Regions from separate parts of the Mus musculus genome. Here region 1 is linked to region 2. Evidence: chromatin contacts called from public HiChIP or PLAC-seq data. All regions are on one chromosome and are shown on one strand. Each heading gives the region's core, a stretch centred on a gene start, on an enhancer-like site or on the middle of the called end of the contact. The rest is flanking DNA. Distances are from core to core; before and after follow the strand shown.

Region 1 (6,776 bases), core at 1,187-3,686, 1.0 Mb before region 2:
TTTTTTTAATAGGAAACTTGGCCCTTTGACTTGACTGCATCACTTCTGGACGCTGTATCCGCTCCACGGGGACACAGGAGGTTGAGTGTGGCCCAGCACCTCTGTCACCCCTCTCTGCTTGCTCTGAGTTCAGAGGACAGGACAGGAAACACCTGTGCAGCAACCCCGGGGCTGCCTGGGGCCTTCCCACACTGCAGCCACACCTTCTGTTTCTTTGCTCGCTGAGTCCCACGCCTGCCCCTGGCTAAGGTCTACTGCTGGGCCGAGAGTGCACAGTGTGGTGGTTTACGTTAGGAGCCTGTGCCGAACGGCCTCAGAACTGAATTCTACGAGGAAGGGGAAGGCGACCTTCTGAGACCCCAATTCATGTGGTCCACAGGGTGGTCTTAGAGGAGAGTGCTCTGATTAAGTTCTGATGGTTACAGCATCTTTTTTTTTTCTCGAAATTTTGTTCTTTTTGGCTCAGTGTGTCTCCATCAGCAGGACCCAGTTGGGTTTTTACAATGACATGAAAAGACGCTTGCCTGTGCTGTTTCCACACACGCCTGCGTGGGCACTTTCTGCGCGCAGTAGTACATTAGTGGCTCAAACACTCAGGCTGCGGTGAACACTGCTCTGAAACACTGTCTTTATTCTATCTAAACCACAGCGTTTGTGTGTGTGTGTGTGTGTGTGTGTGTGTGTGTGTGTGTGTGTGTGTGTGTGTGTGCCAGAGATCAGACAGCCCACCAGGCATGTTCTGGGATGCTAGGAACTACTGTTGGACATGGGAGACAGAACGGGGGTTCTCGTTCAGGCAGAGTTCGACTGGGTTAGTCTTCCCTAGTGGCCAGGCTGGGGATAGCTCCACAAGACCACTGGAAGAACACTGGAGGCTGAGAGCCTGATAAGGCCTCCCAAAGGTGGAGTGGAAGCCACTTAATAGCTGGCACAAGACACTGCAGAATGTCTTCCCTTCAGCCCCAGGCTTCCCAGTCCATTCTGGTCTGACACACCTGTCTGTCCCACCCACACACGAATAAGAAGCACAACGAGCTACACAGAAGCAGATCAAAATCTGTGACAGAGGGTCTCCCCCACCCCTGCTGTGTCCAACATGACTTCTATCAGTCCATCGTCCACGGCTGTGACCAAATACCTGACATTAGCAACTTAAAAGGACAAATGACTCCGGCCCATGCTTTCAGTAGTTCCATGGCTTCTATGCTGCTGGCAAGCCAGCATATGACAGAAGGGTGTGTGGAGGAAAGCTGTTCATCTCATGATAGCTGAGAAAGGTTAGGAGCTGTGTGGAGGAGTGGGGTGGGGGGCATGTGTCCAAGGCATTCCTCCAGCAACACGCCTCCTCTAACTACACCCCATTTCCTAGTTTCCTCTACCTCTCAACACCATTGAAGTATGAAGCCACCGTTGGATTAGGCCAGAGCCCTCATGGTCCAACTGTCCCTAACCTTAAACCCACAGGCTGTCAAGGGGCAGTGCTATATTCAAACCATAACACTTTCAAGAGACTCTGGCATGCCCTTTGATCGGTGAGGTGGGTGGGCCTCTGGAAAATGGAAAACAGTCCCATGAATCTGGTGGTGCCAAGGAGGGCCAGGCTTTGTAGGGAAGGTTGGGAACAGTCAATGCTTGGCCAACTGGAAGCAGAGCAGGAGGCTGAGGAGGGGCAGCCATGGCTACAGGCGAGCGGAAAGAAACACAAGAGTGCCCTGCAGTGCACCTCAGCTACAGACAGAACACTGCACACCCGAGCCGGCCGGTTAGTCAGTGTTTCCCAGTCAGCACTGGCTGCCTGCCTGGGAGGGAGGAGCCTGTACCCACACCGGGTCAGTACCAGGCAGGGGAGAGGAAGTGGGCAAGTGTGCCCTCGCACGTTCGTACGCACCCTGCTGGCCTGAGTCAGTAGCAAGGATTGCCAGTGGATCTGCTCGGAAGCCGGACAGAGGAGAGCAGCCCACAGGTCATTTTTTTTAAATTAGGTACACACCGAGGTCATGGGAAACACCAGTTAACAGAGGGTCGGCAAGATGGAGAGCCTCACAGCTGCCTCACTGTTCACCTGATGGTCTTGCTGTTCCATTGCACTGTATCATGTACGAGGATTATTTTCATAAACACACACACACTCACACACACACACACACACACACACACACACACACACACACTTCACTCACTGGCCAATGCCTCCTTCTCCCAGTCTCTGACAGAAACTGCAGGCAGATGAACACAAGGCAGCCCCCACCCTCACCCACCCACCCCTTCCCCTGCCCTCAGATGGAGGCACTGTGTGACCCCACACATTCCTGTGGTTGGTTCTCAGGATTCCAGGAACCATGGCAACCACAGCTGCTTCCCTGGAGGCCACAGGGCACCAGAGTCAGGATCTGGGCCCCAGAACAATCTAACTCCTGTCCCTTCCCATGTCAATAGAGAGTGCAGGGCATTCTCTGGCCGGATGCAAGCATGTGCTGGCGGCTGGTGACTCTGACACGGTTTCTGTCTAAGGGCGAGGACAGATGCCAACAGCAAACACCTGTCCAGATGATCCACAGAAGCATGCTGGGGGCGGGGGGCAGCCTTGATGCTGAATCACTTTTGTTTTCTAAAAATAACATGTATTTAAAAAAAAAACCCTCCATATTCCTAACGAAATAAAATAGCCTACAATTATCTAAAAAAAAAAAAAAAAAACGGTCAGCGGCCAATCCCACAGGGAAATGCTGGTCAGCAGCCCTAGATGCCTTGTGTCCTCAGGTCTCAGCAGATCTTATCAGTTGGCACCTGTCTTGCCTCTCTGCCTCCCCATCACTCCTCATGTCGGCATCATGACCCCTGAGTTGTTGTTATGCTTTTCCAAGGCGCCTGGAATGGCTTAGCAAACGCTATCCAACACATGAGTTGACAAGTGGCCACGCCCCCACGCCCATCACTTACTTTCTAACTCCGCCCATTACTGTGCTCACTGTTCCCATCTTTCTCCCACGCTCCCCCTGCAGCCTGTTAGGCAGAACCCTGTGGACAAAGGGCCAGCAAGATGCACTTGAGCCTCTCCCTACAAGACCATCCTCCCCAAATCCACCCTGGCATGGCCTCTCTCCTCTCCCTGTTCAAAGTTTTCAGTGATTCCTATTGGCCATGGATATATTTAGGACGATTTATTTTTCCCGGTCTTGCCTCTGGTGCCACTATGTGGTCCACTGTGGCCATTAATGCAGTCTTCATTATATTTGTAGACAGGATGTATACCTGTCTTTACAGGCTACATGTTCATATACATGCTCACACATGAAGCCATGCCAAGTACTACACACAGTAGCTGTGCGCCTATACACACAGGGCACATGTGAACACCCAGGGGCTATGGTCCACATTGGCTATGTGTGCCTTAGCAGCTGATGTCCCTTGAACATCTGCTGCCCTTTCCCCTTCCTTCTGAGGGACCCGGTTGCAGGCTGTATGAGGGACAAGGACATTAGAACCCTGCCTTCCTGGGGGCAGTACCTGGCAGCATGCTATGCACAGGGGCATCAATGTTGACATCCTGCAGGTGCTTCAAGGTCTCTGTGTGGAAGAGGCGGAGGGTGGACCCCGAGGTGAAGGCAATCCAGATGCCAACGCCAGCCACAGCCATGTGGGAGATGACCATCCCTTCATCTTGGTGGGCCTCCAGCTGATTCTGGGGGAATGGAGGAAATGAGGTCACACAGGGTATCGAGGGGTACAGCCAGAGTCTACAACAGTGCTGAGGGCAAAGATGCCACACGGCGGGGCTAGGCTGAGTCACTCCTGGGGATCATGGGGTCTGGGTAGAGATCAAACCCGTGACTGTCAGAGCAGTGGCCTCCGTTCACAGCCACAGAATAGCACCCGTGGGCACAACGCTCTTGAGGCTTCCCCGAGCAGGCAAGTCACTCACAGAACCCAACGCTACTTGCCTTTTATCATGGTACCTTCACAAGCTGAGAGAACAAACTCAACACAACATGAAAGGGGCTACAGGGCGAATGGCTGCTGGCTTAGATCCCTAAGGAGACCCAGCCCACTGAGCAGCACAGCCGTGGGTACCTGGGAGGAGGTCCTTCTCTCCAATCCAGATAAAGCCTGCCGCTCTCCCTCAGACGTAACAGTCCTAGGGTTGCTTCCCTTGAGCCCTGCCTGAAGCAAGCAGCCCTGCCCACAGGGCACTCATTCCCCAATGGGCACCCTCACGGCATCGTTACCGCACAAGGCCTTGCTGGCACACCTCAGCTATACGGTCATCTTGAGACCAGAGGGGGTGTAGAGGCCAAAGCCAAGCCAAGGTGCGGCGTAACAGCACCACAGAAAGTCAAGTAATTCACAGTCAGCATCAATCTTGCCTCTCTAAATCTCAACAACTTAAAATGCTCAGGGGTGGGGGTGAGGGGAGAGACGGGGACAGACATAGCTCTGTGTCCTAAGAGAACAAGGGTGCGCAGCACATGACCCATCAATCGCAGAGGCAACAGGCTTGCCAAGGTTGCAGTAACCCACACCCACACAGATGCTCCCAGAAGAGCTGGGCTGAGCTAAGCTACAGCCTGCATTAACTGTATCTCATTTCAATGGAAGATTCCAGGGTAGGAGTGGCTTTGCTTGTCTGTGGTGGCAGAACCCAGGTTAGGAGCTGTATGGGGATGTCTCCCAACCTTGTCTCCTCGGCCTGTTTTTCAGGCTGCTTGATGCTGGCACACACAAACTAGATTGATTTTTGGATATTGATCTTGTAACCTCCGACCTTGCTGAATTTTAGGTTTTCTTGTTGTTGTTGATGTTTTGTTTGATTTTTTTAATCTGCCAGTGTTGTCCCAGATTCCTTAGGGATTCTGTATTCAAGACTATAGCTTAGCAAATTCTCCTCCGTCCAACCCGACAACACCCACTCAGCCCAACCCCAGCATCTCAGGTAATAACAGTCAACTCTGTGTGGGCAGAGGAGGAGGCGGGCCCCTGAGTCCTCTTTGTGTGTTCACTTACGCTGTTGCCATGCCAACACACAGCTTCCTCTATGTGCCCTGAGACGCTAGCACTGGCCTGGCCCCCAGACTCCTCTCTGTGGGTTCATGTTGTGCACGGTCTGTCTGATGTTCACTGGACGGCCCTGGGGACAGTCTTCCTAGATGCCTTCGCACGGAGAATGGACTCTGTGGCCGGCACTGCCACCCCCACAGGGGCTGTCTGCTTCACTCTGGAGCTCAGGCTGGGTACAGGGACACTTCCTGGGATGCTGAAGAAGGCTGCTGCCCACTAGTCTCGGTGCTGGCATGGTCTTCAGGGTTCTGAGATGCACACCCGTCCACCCACACACACCCTGCACAGTCAGGCATCACTGGAGGAGGAAGTCTGGATCGACAGACACCTCTGCTTCCTGCGTAACTCTGGCCTTAGCACATTGGGTAGATCACTGCGATTGAACTCAGGTCACAAAGAAGCAGGGACCTTCCACGTAGAGCTTGTAATCCAGACACAAGGAATGCACGTCCCCTGCCCAGGACCCTGCCCCTGAGGCAGCTGGGGTGCCTTGGTGGGGGTGCAGGGGGGGGGCTGTGATCCAGTGCCAGGGACTGGAGAAAGAGGTGGCTCTGAATCTCATGCCTGGTCCAAGCAAGGGACGTGGGGTCAGCGGAGGGTCAGACTGCTCTGTGTACTGTTCTCATGACACAGCTAAGCTCATACCTGCCCAGCTCTGGAAATTAGCATCACTTCCTCATTGCAGTTACTCTGTGGAGGTCAAGGCAGGACAGTTTGCCTTGCATTACCGGGTTTCTGTAAGTGCTGAACTGAAGGAGCCTTCCCTTCCCACCCGTTGTCCTGTGCTCTCGGAGGGTGCAGAACTGTCTGCAGGGATAGATGGTCCTCTGCGCATTTGGGGGCACAAATCTTGATCAGGGCTGCCCGTCATTTGAGTTCAGGGTGGAACAGTGACTGCCCCAGGGAACCTGCGGAAGCTGAGTCACAGGACTTTCAGGGAGGCTTGAGAAAGCAGAGCAAGAAACCGGAGGATCAAACAGCGGGTCCCTCCTTCCTCTCCATGTCACACACCTACCCAGCCTTCCCCGGAAGCACATGTGGCCAGCTGCAGCTCCAGGGTCTCCAGTCCCCAGCAACCTTCTCAAGCACTTGATGGAGTGGCAGGGTCATCTTCCAAGAAAGCACATTTCATAACACCTGGTCGGTATCTAGGGTCTCTGGATGCTCAATATCACATGGAAAGTGGGCGATGTGACGTCTGCATCAGGGCCTTAAGGACCAAGGCGCTAGCTCCAGCAGACTTGGCTGTTCCCATCTCTGCCTGCAGACCAGGAAGCTGGGAGGAAGCCCAGACCTCTTGCCCTGGATCCCATACACTGGGCTGAGAGATCTAGGTTCCTGCTACTGTGGGGTCCTCCTGGCCCTGTCAGACCCGCTCTGCCCTCTCACTTGGTCATCACTTGGTCCACACTTCAACCTGAGGACTACAGTTCCTCCTGGAGTCACATCACTATGACACTCTCTGTATCCCTTCCCATGCCTTCCTTGTGAACTCTGCTTATCTTTATGGAAGTGGTGACAAGGCCCTATGGTTTGCTTTTTGCAACCATAACCATATACACAGACTCAGGGCAGATACAGTGATTGGACATTACAAGGCCAGTTCTGACCTGGGCATGGCTTTACCATGCCTGCTGAGGGCTGGGCAGAATGGAGTCACCAGAGCTCCACAGCACCCGACACTGTCCCGTGGCTGGGCACAATGCCAGGGTCTGCTCTAC
Region 2 (6,997 bases), core at 1,187-3,686:
TATACACACACATATACATAACACACATATACACATATACACACATATGTATATATACATATACATACACACATATAATATATATAACATATAATATATATTTCATACATACACACATATAATGTTATATGTGTGTGTATGGTATAATATATATTATATCCCGTAGCATCAATATATGACATTCTGTAATACAACTTCTAATACATGCACAGCACTGCATTTCTTATTTGGGATTTACACACTTGTTCTGGTAGCAGGCCACACTTAAGGCCAGAAGGCACAGAGCAGCTTATGTGTGATGTTCGCTTGTCCCAACAGAGTCCTTCTCAGATCTGTATTTATATTAAAAACAAAATCACATATAATAAATAAGTCTAAGATCACCTTTCAGCCGGGCAAATAGAAAACAAACAAGTAACATAGCCATCTGCTAGACTCATCTAAATTTGTGAATCTGACAAGATTTGCGCTGTTTTATCCAAACTCACTTTGAGACACTTGATCTCCCCATACAAGGCGACTTTCCTTTGTGTCCCTGATCTCAAGATACCTAAATATTATTTTAAAAATTTAAACGATAATTTTAGCCTGATACAGTGACACGTACCTGCTGAGGAATCCATCTGCAGCTCAGAGACATCTCCAGTCCAAAAGTCTGTTAATTTTCAAATGCAGTTCAAATACCATAGGAGTCTGACCTCAGGTATGTGTTTAAATACTGGAAAAAATACATTCAAATGTTCCTCAAGGCTACTTCTGAGAATGGATTGTTTTGTGTTTCCGTCTGTATATCTTACTGAATTTTCTTATTTTTGTGCAATAAGAATATGATTCTTCAGTCATTAAAAAGAAATTTATCAGGTAGGGGAGACATTGTGATCGTAAAATGCCCTACCACCACCACCACCACCACCACCACCACCACTACCACCACCACCACCACCGCCACCACCACCGCCACCACCACCACCACCACCACCACCACCACCACTACCACCACCACCACCACCACCACTACCACCACCACCGCCGCCGCCACCACCACCGCCACCACCACCACCACCACCACCATCACCACCACCACCACCACCACCACCACCACCACCACCACCCAGGCTCCCATTACAGAGAGCACGCAATCCCAAAGACTCTCCCAACTGTGTGAAACTTGATTGCCTGCTTTGTGTGTCAAGGGACTGTATTCATGCCTTTCCCTGTTTGGAAAAAAAAAAAAAAAGTAGTTAATTTTGTTCTCTCTAAATAAAGAACATGGTCTCTCAAGTATAACTGTACTGTGGGGGGGGGGGGGCAGGGGATTATATACCAGTAACTGCTCTTGGTTAACAATAATAGTTTTTTAATTGTTAGTGACTAGAACACCCAAGGACGGCATTTCCACTATTACGTAGACCACTGGTTCACATCCTCCTAGGAACAACACTGAGAAGCGAGCAGATGTTAGGCAAACTCATGTGTGTTTTTTGCTGTGTTAAAGCAGATGTGGGGGGAGTTGAGAAACCTCAGTGTAGTTGTTTGAACTATACTGGAGAAAAAGACCCACGTGAAACCAGGGATTAGCATAAGGGGGTCTTAGAGGCCTTGGAGGGTGTGTCAAGGGGAGGGGCCCGCTGCTCTGTCCGAAACAGTAGCCCGTGCATTGTCTTGTTTTCTAGGAGCAGAACTCAGAGGTTAAATGTTTTTTCTATTGCTACTGTTTACAGTTGTTTGGGGTCAGCAGAATGGCTATTCAAGGCTGTCTTGTTTTTTGCTTTGGGTTTTTTCTGTCCTTTCCTTTCCCTAAAAGGGTCCATCTCCTTCAGAGCCACAACACACACACACACACACACACACACACACACACACACACACACACACACTGTACACTGAAGATGCCATTCTGGGCTTTCAAAAACTGTAATTTTTGTGGCCGTGGGGCTCTGGCTAGAGGCGGGTTGAACTCGGTGACCTTTGGCAGGAGGCACAGACTTTTACGTGGACCGGGTGAGATCCAAGAGGACTGCGCTGGGTCTCAGGGCTCGGAGCTGCGGTAGGTCTCTGTGATGCTGCTGGGGCCTCGGGACTGGTCTAGGCAGCTCTGCCAAACCACTCACTCTCTGACCTATAGTAAAGTACATTCCCCCCGCGAGGGAGCCACGGAGAAAATAAAGAGGTTGAACTGGGTTGGTGGTTTTCACCATGACATTTTGGCCAGGGAGCCCTGTGTTTAAATGAACTTAATTGTACAGAAAACCAGCCAGGCACAGAGCAACGTTAGGCCACTGTACTTCAGGTAGAGGCATGAGCCCTAAAGTCTGGCACCCTACTGCCACAAAGCAGTTTGAGCCCTTATTTTTCATGTGACATCTAGATCTCCAAGCTGCGGTACAGTGCGGGGGGGCTGGGGGTGGGTGGGTGGAGGACGACTTCCTCCTGAGGTGGCAAGGCTGTGCATCTGGCCAGCCACACAAAGCCATAGGAAGTTACACTCTTCCACTTTAGACACTGAACAAAAGAGTCAGAATGGTAATAGAAAGTAAATATGGGCTCTAGGTGGAAAGCAAATCACTTCCTCCTGCCAGTTTCGGTTCTTAAGCCAGTCTATGAATTCATTTTAACGTGAAAGTAATAGGAGAAAAGCATTTCGGTGTCCACACATGCGCAGTGGCTCACAGGAGCGTAAATGCTATGGGGCTCTACAGAGAGGGTGTGGGCAGTCAGGGGCAGCTGTGCCACAAGGCAGATTCCTCCGCTGATCAAAGCTTGTGAGTACCACTCTCTTCCTGGCCGGAGCCATTTGTTGGCAACATTCCTTTTATGTATGTGCACAAAGGGAAAGTGTGTACTTTATTCAAGGCAATAGAGGTGAAAAGTAGAATTTGCTCAACACTAATTGGTTCTCAATTCCTTTTAAATCAAAATCATCAATATGGCAAAGAAGCGAGTTTTAGGCGTGATAATATTGGATCTTCTTCCGACCAAGATGGCTGAGGTTGGTCCTAACACAGCCACTGCGCTCCGGGTGTTTGGGGGCAGCTTCTGCTCTTGCTTTCTCCACCGCCAGCTCTCTGAGGCACTCTAATGCCAGCCTCCCAGAGGTGAGGAGAGGCCCCGGTCACACAGTTCCATCAGCACCTTTTGATTATTTGCTGGATAGGGTCCTGGTCTAGGGACAGAGCAGGGTTCCACAGTCATTGAATGCAGCTCAGCTCCAGGATGGCTGCCCCGGACAAAACACCCTTGTGTGACTGTCCAGTACTAACCTTCCTTGAAAATCAGTATATGCAGGTGAAAAAAACGAAACAAAACACAACAAACAAACAAAACAAATGAAAAACCAACTCATTGCATGAATTTGAGCTGAAATCACAGCGCACAGAAGAAAAGCAGGAACATCTGTAACGTTGCTTCCTAGGAAGAAATCAATCCGTGGTTAAGATTATAGGATACAGGAAGGAAAAATGAGCAGGTTGGGTCGTGCTTGGTGCTGGAGTGTGCAGTTGGCATGTGGAGGCTCTGGGTCTGATCTCCAGAACCACAAAAAAAAAAAAAAAAAAAAAAAAAAAAAAAAAGCTCAAAGAAAAAACGTTTATCCTGAAAACGAGCCATCAGTGGAATCGATCGAAAACACCCTCGGTAGCTAAGGGTCTTTCCTGAAGGAAATCCCAAGGGAGTGATTCCTAGGACTTCCACCATTGGAGAGAAACAGACATGGCATGTCTTCGCCTGTTCCTAACACTTAAGTTCTTCAGTTCAAAACCCAACCCAGTGTACAGGCATGAAACAAAAGGAGACTCCGTGGAAGACAGTGAAACAGACTGACAGCCTGGTCAGATCTGAGCTCCAGGGCCCTTGACTGATATTTCCCAGGCTTGGAGCTGGGGGAGGGGGGAGCAGCAGCCTGCTGCACCATGAGGAAACCACAATGACTGTCCCCAAAGAAGTCTGTTCCCTCCAACTGATGGCAGGAAAGGGAAAGGAGGCCTAAAGGTGTTCTGGGGAATAGGCACTCCGCTGCAGATAGAACATCTCAAGGTTATGAACTGCACAGGTCCAAGAATGGTACCCATAGTGCCCCAGTGTTCACATCTGGTGAGGTCCAGGTTCCTTGTGGCCAGCACTGAGTGCCCGAGGTCTCGTGCAATGGGAAAGAGCTGAGCTATCTTTGTTCCTTGAGGGGCAGGGCGAGGTACACTTTGTCTGCTTGACCTGCATCCTGTAACTCTAGCTGCTTTGGGGAAGACAGACCTTGAATTCACCATGGACAGCCTTGTAGACTCCATCAAAAAACCAGTGATCTGATGCTGCTTAAAGCTGGGGCACTTGCCTAAGCAAGTGAATCCCCCAGCAATGCAAATACACACACACACACACACACACACTGGAGAAACACAGAAGAAAGAAGACATGTGAAAAGACACACACACACACACAAACAAACACACACACACACACTGGAGAAACACAGAAGAAAGAAGGCATGTGAAAAGACACACACACACAAACAAACACACACACACACACTGGAGAAACACAGAAGAAAGAAGGCATGTGAACAGACACACACACACACACACACACACACACTGGAGAAACACAGAAGAAAGAAGACATATGAAAAGACACACACACACAAACAAACACACACACACACTGGAGAAACACAGAAGAAAGAAGGCATGTGAACAGACACACACACACACACACACACACTGGAGAAACACAGAAGAAAGAAGGCATGTGAAAAGACACACACACACACAAACAAACACACACACAATGGAGAAACACAGAAGAAAGAAGGCATGTGAACAGACACACACACACACACACTGGAGAAACACAGAAGAAAGAAGGCATGTGAAAAGACACACACACACACACACACACACACCACCAATAGTGCAACACTCTCCTAGAGTTCCTTGAATGTCAAAAGGACTAGAGGGTGCTGTGACAAATGTCCATGTCCTCTATTGCCTCACATTTCACGTGGGTTTCTAGTTGGAAGCTGAGCCCTCGGGCTGTGGTCTGCCTGGGATAAAATAAGGTCATGGGATTCAGGTTGTGTTTAGCTGTGGATGCTGCCCACACAACATTACTAGGATGAGCCTTTGGGAAGAGTGAGCCTGAGGCACTCATAACCTGAAGGACCTGCTGCATCTTAACATGGTCTTGTCAAGCAAAAGTAGACAAACCAGTGATCAAGGAGCCTTCTGAGTACCTGCGGGCCAGTGCTCTTGAGAGCACCGTCTTGTTCCACACTCAGATGACAACGCACTGGTATCTAGCGTTGTGTGTTGGGAAATATAGAAAATGGCAAAGTCAATAGTCCAAGTGGGCAGTGGGCCTCGTGGGAAGGCTGTAAACAGCCAGGAGTTCCCATACGTTTCTCTTTATGAGTCTTGAAGGCCAGCCCGGCAACGGTGATATGGGCTAGTGCTCTCTTCCCTGTAGATCACACTGCCCTCCTGGTAGCAACATAAACGACATCACAATCAATACAGCATGAGAAACCACAGAAACAAATGCAGCATTTCTACACCACATATAAGGGGCTGGAGACTCAGTGGTTAAGAGCACTGACTGCTCTTCCAAAGGTCCTGAGTTCAAATCCCAGCAATCACATGGTGGCTCACAACCATCAGTAATGAGATCTGACATCTTCTTCTGGAGTGTCTGAAGTCAGCTACTGTGTACTTACATATAATAATAAATAAGTCTTTAAAAAAAGAAAAGAATGACATATAAGACTCCCGGAGTCAATGTTGGCTTTCCATGTCCAAGTGAAACCTCCCAAAATTACAAGTGAGTGACTTGTTCTGGCAAAACCAGGGCATGGGTTTGGGGGACCCATTCCAGGTGTCATACTTGGGCGTGGTAGACACACACACACACACACACATTTACCTATGCAAATTGCTTTGTCTGGGAAATGTCTTCAGTCCTAGCAGGCAGTACTATCACAATCATGGGATAGTATACAGGAAAATTGATGTGTCACCACCGTGTGGCTCACCTAAATGCTCCACTGATGTTGACCTTGCTCTAGGGACACTTGCTGGGTAAAAAAAAAAAAAAAAAATTAGAGGGGAAGAGTGGCCATCAGTAAGACAGAGAAACCCACTGGGAGAAAATGGTGCTATTGGCACAGGGATAAAAGACCTGGAAGCCATGGGGTGTGATTTTCAAACTAGAAAAGTGATTTTGGCTTTTGAATTAAAACAAATGAAATGAAACTACATTTTGATGTGGGTTCTGATTATTCAGTGCACTGCATGTGCCCTGGCCGACCTTGAAAATTATTTATCGTGAAAGTAGCACGAGAGAACACAGAGCTATAGAGAAAGGAACCATCCCTCGCTCGCTGCTGCCTTCACGGCCGGGGCCTCTGTGCCAAAGACAACTGCGTGTTCTTGGGAGCAAATGAGGACATCTGTGCGTCTTGTGCTGGAGTCTAGGGGAGAGTAGACAGTCCCACAGAGGACAGAGAAGTCTGATCTGTCAGCAGCAGCTTGAGATGGAGCTGGGCGGAGTGTTCAGGTCCTATCTGGGGCACTGTGTCTGAGCCTCCGGGAACTACACAGCGGGAGGTGAGGGAAGTACAGATTCCCCCTGCCAGTCTGGCTGGCTAGAGCTAGCTGCATCATTGCTCTAACTCCTTATTTTCCCTGTAGGAGTCAAGTGCCCTGCACACAGTCAGTCCAGAGACCACATAGACGTGGCCTCTGTGATAATCAGCCTCAGTGGGCAGAGCTTGTTCTATCACTGACTTTTGCCCTGTTTGCAGAGAAAGGCACCCCGTTTTACCCATCCACACTGAGACTTGCCAGTGAGGCCCCAGACCTGCACATGGCCCCCACCAGGGACCTAGAAACTCTAACCACTGTAAGCTTTTAGTTCTGGGTACAGACTCCAGTAGGCCACTGGAACCCCACCCTCTGTGGGCCCCCACCCTGGCTGGCTGCAGGAGTCTGCTTTGTACAAGGAACACTAAACT

The links. HiChIP or PLAC-seq counts read pairs in DNA pulled down with a chosen protein or histone mark.
Region 1: an H3K27ac HiChIP or PLAC-seq map of regulatory T cell precursor shows a contact between it and region 2, with 10 times the contacts expected there. The contact joins two enhancer-like sites. A contact is called at or near these places in 1 of 484 Hi-C or Micro-C datasets (the HL-1 cell line) and 3 of 115 datasets of contacts at active chromatin or transcription factors (T-cell acute lymphoblastic leukemia, double positive thymocytes and regulatory T cell precursor).

Annotation. Positions count from the first base shown.
Region 1 is chr8:14,987,966-14,994,741 of GRCm38.p6, reverse strand. It overlaps Arhgef10 (Rho guanine nucleotide exchange factor (GEF) 10), which reads right to left. Exons shown (of 29, transcript NM_172751.3): 27 at 3,508-3,682. Gm35149 (a long non-coding RNA gene) reads left to right here. Exons shown (of 2, transcript XR_001778521.2): 2 at 13-608. Among named protein-coding and RNA genes, the nearest start is that of Gm35149, 5.2 kb to the left of the region's middle. Within about 2 kb of position 2,436, at least 273 of the 459 cell types and tissues checked have an H3K27ac peak or open chromatin away from gene starts, as enhancers often do. A contact at or near this core is called in T-cell acute lymphoblastic leukemia, double positive thymocytes and regulatory T cell precursor, where this site is marked.
Region 2 is chr8:13,988,195-13,995,191 of GRCm38.p6, reverse strand. All of the region lies in intron 1 of Gm5907 (predicted gene 5907), which reads right to left. Among named protein-coding and RNA genes, the nearest start is that of Gm5907, 5.6 kb to the right of the region's middle. Within about 2 kb of position 2,436, at least 64 of the 459 cell types and tissues checked have an H3K27ac peak or open chromatin away from gene starts, as enhancers often do. A contact at or near this core is called in T-cell acute lymphoblastic leukemia, double positive thymocytes and regulatory T cell precursor, where this site is marked.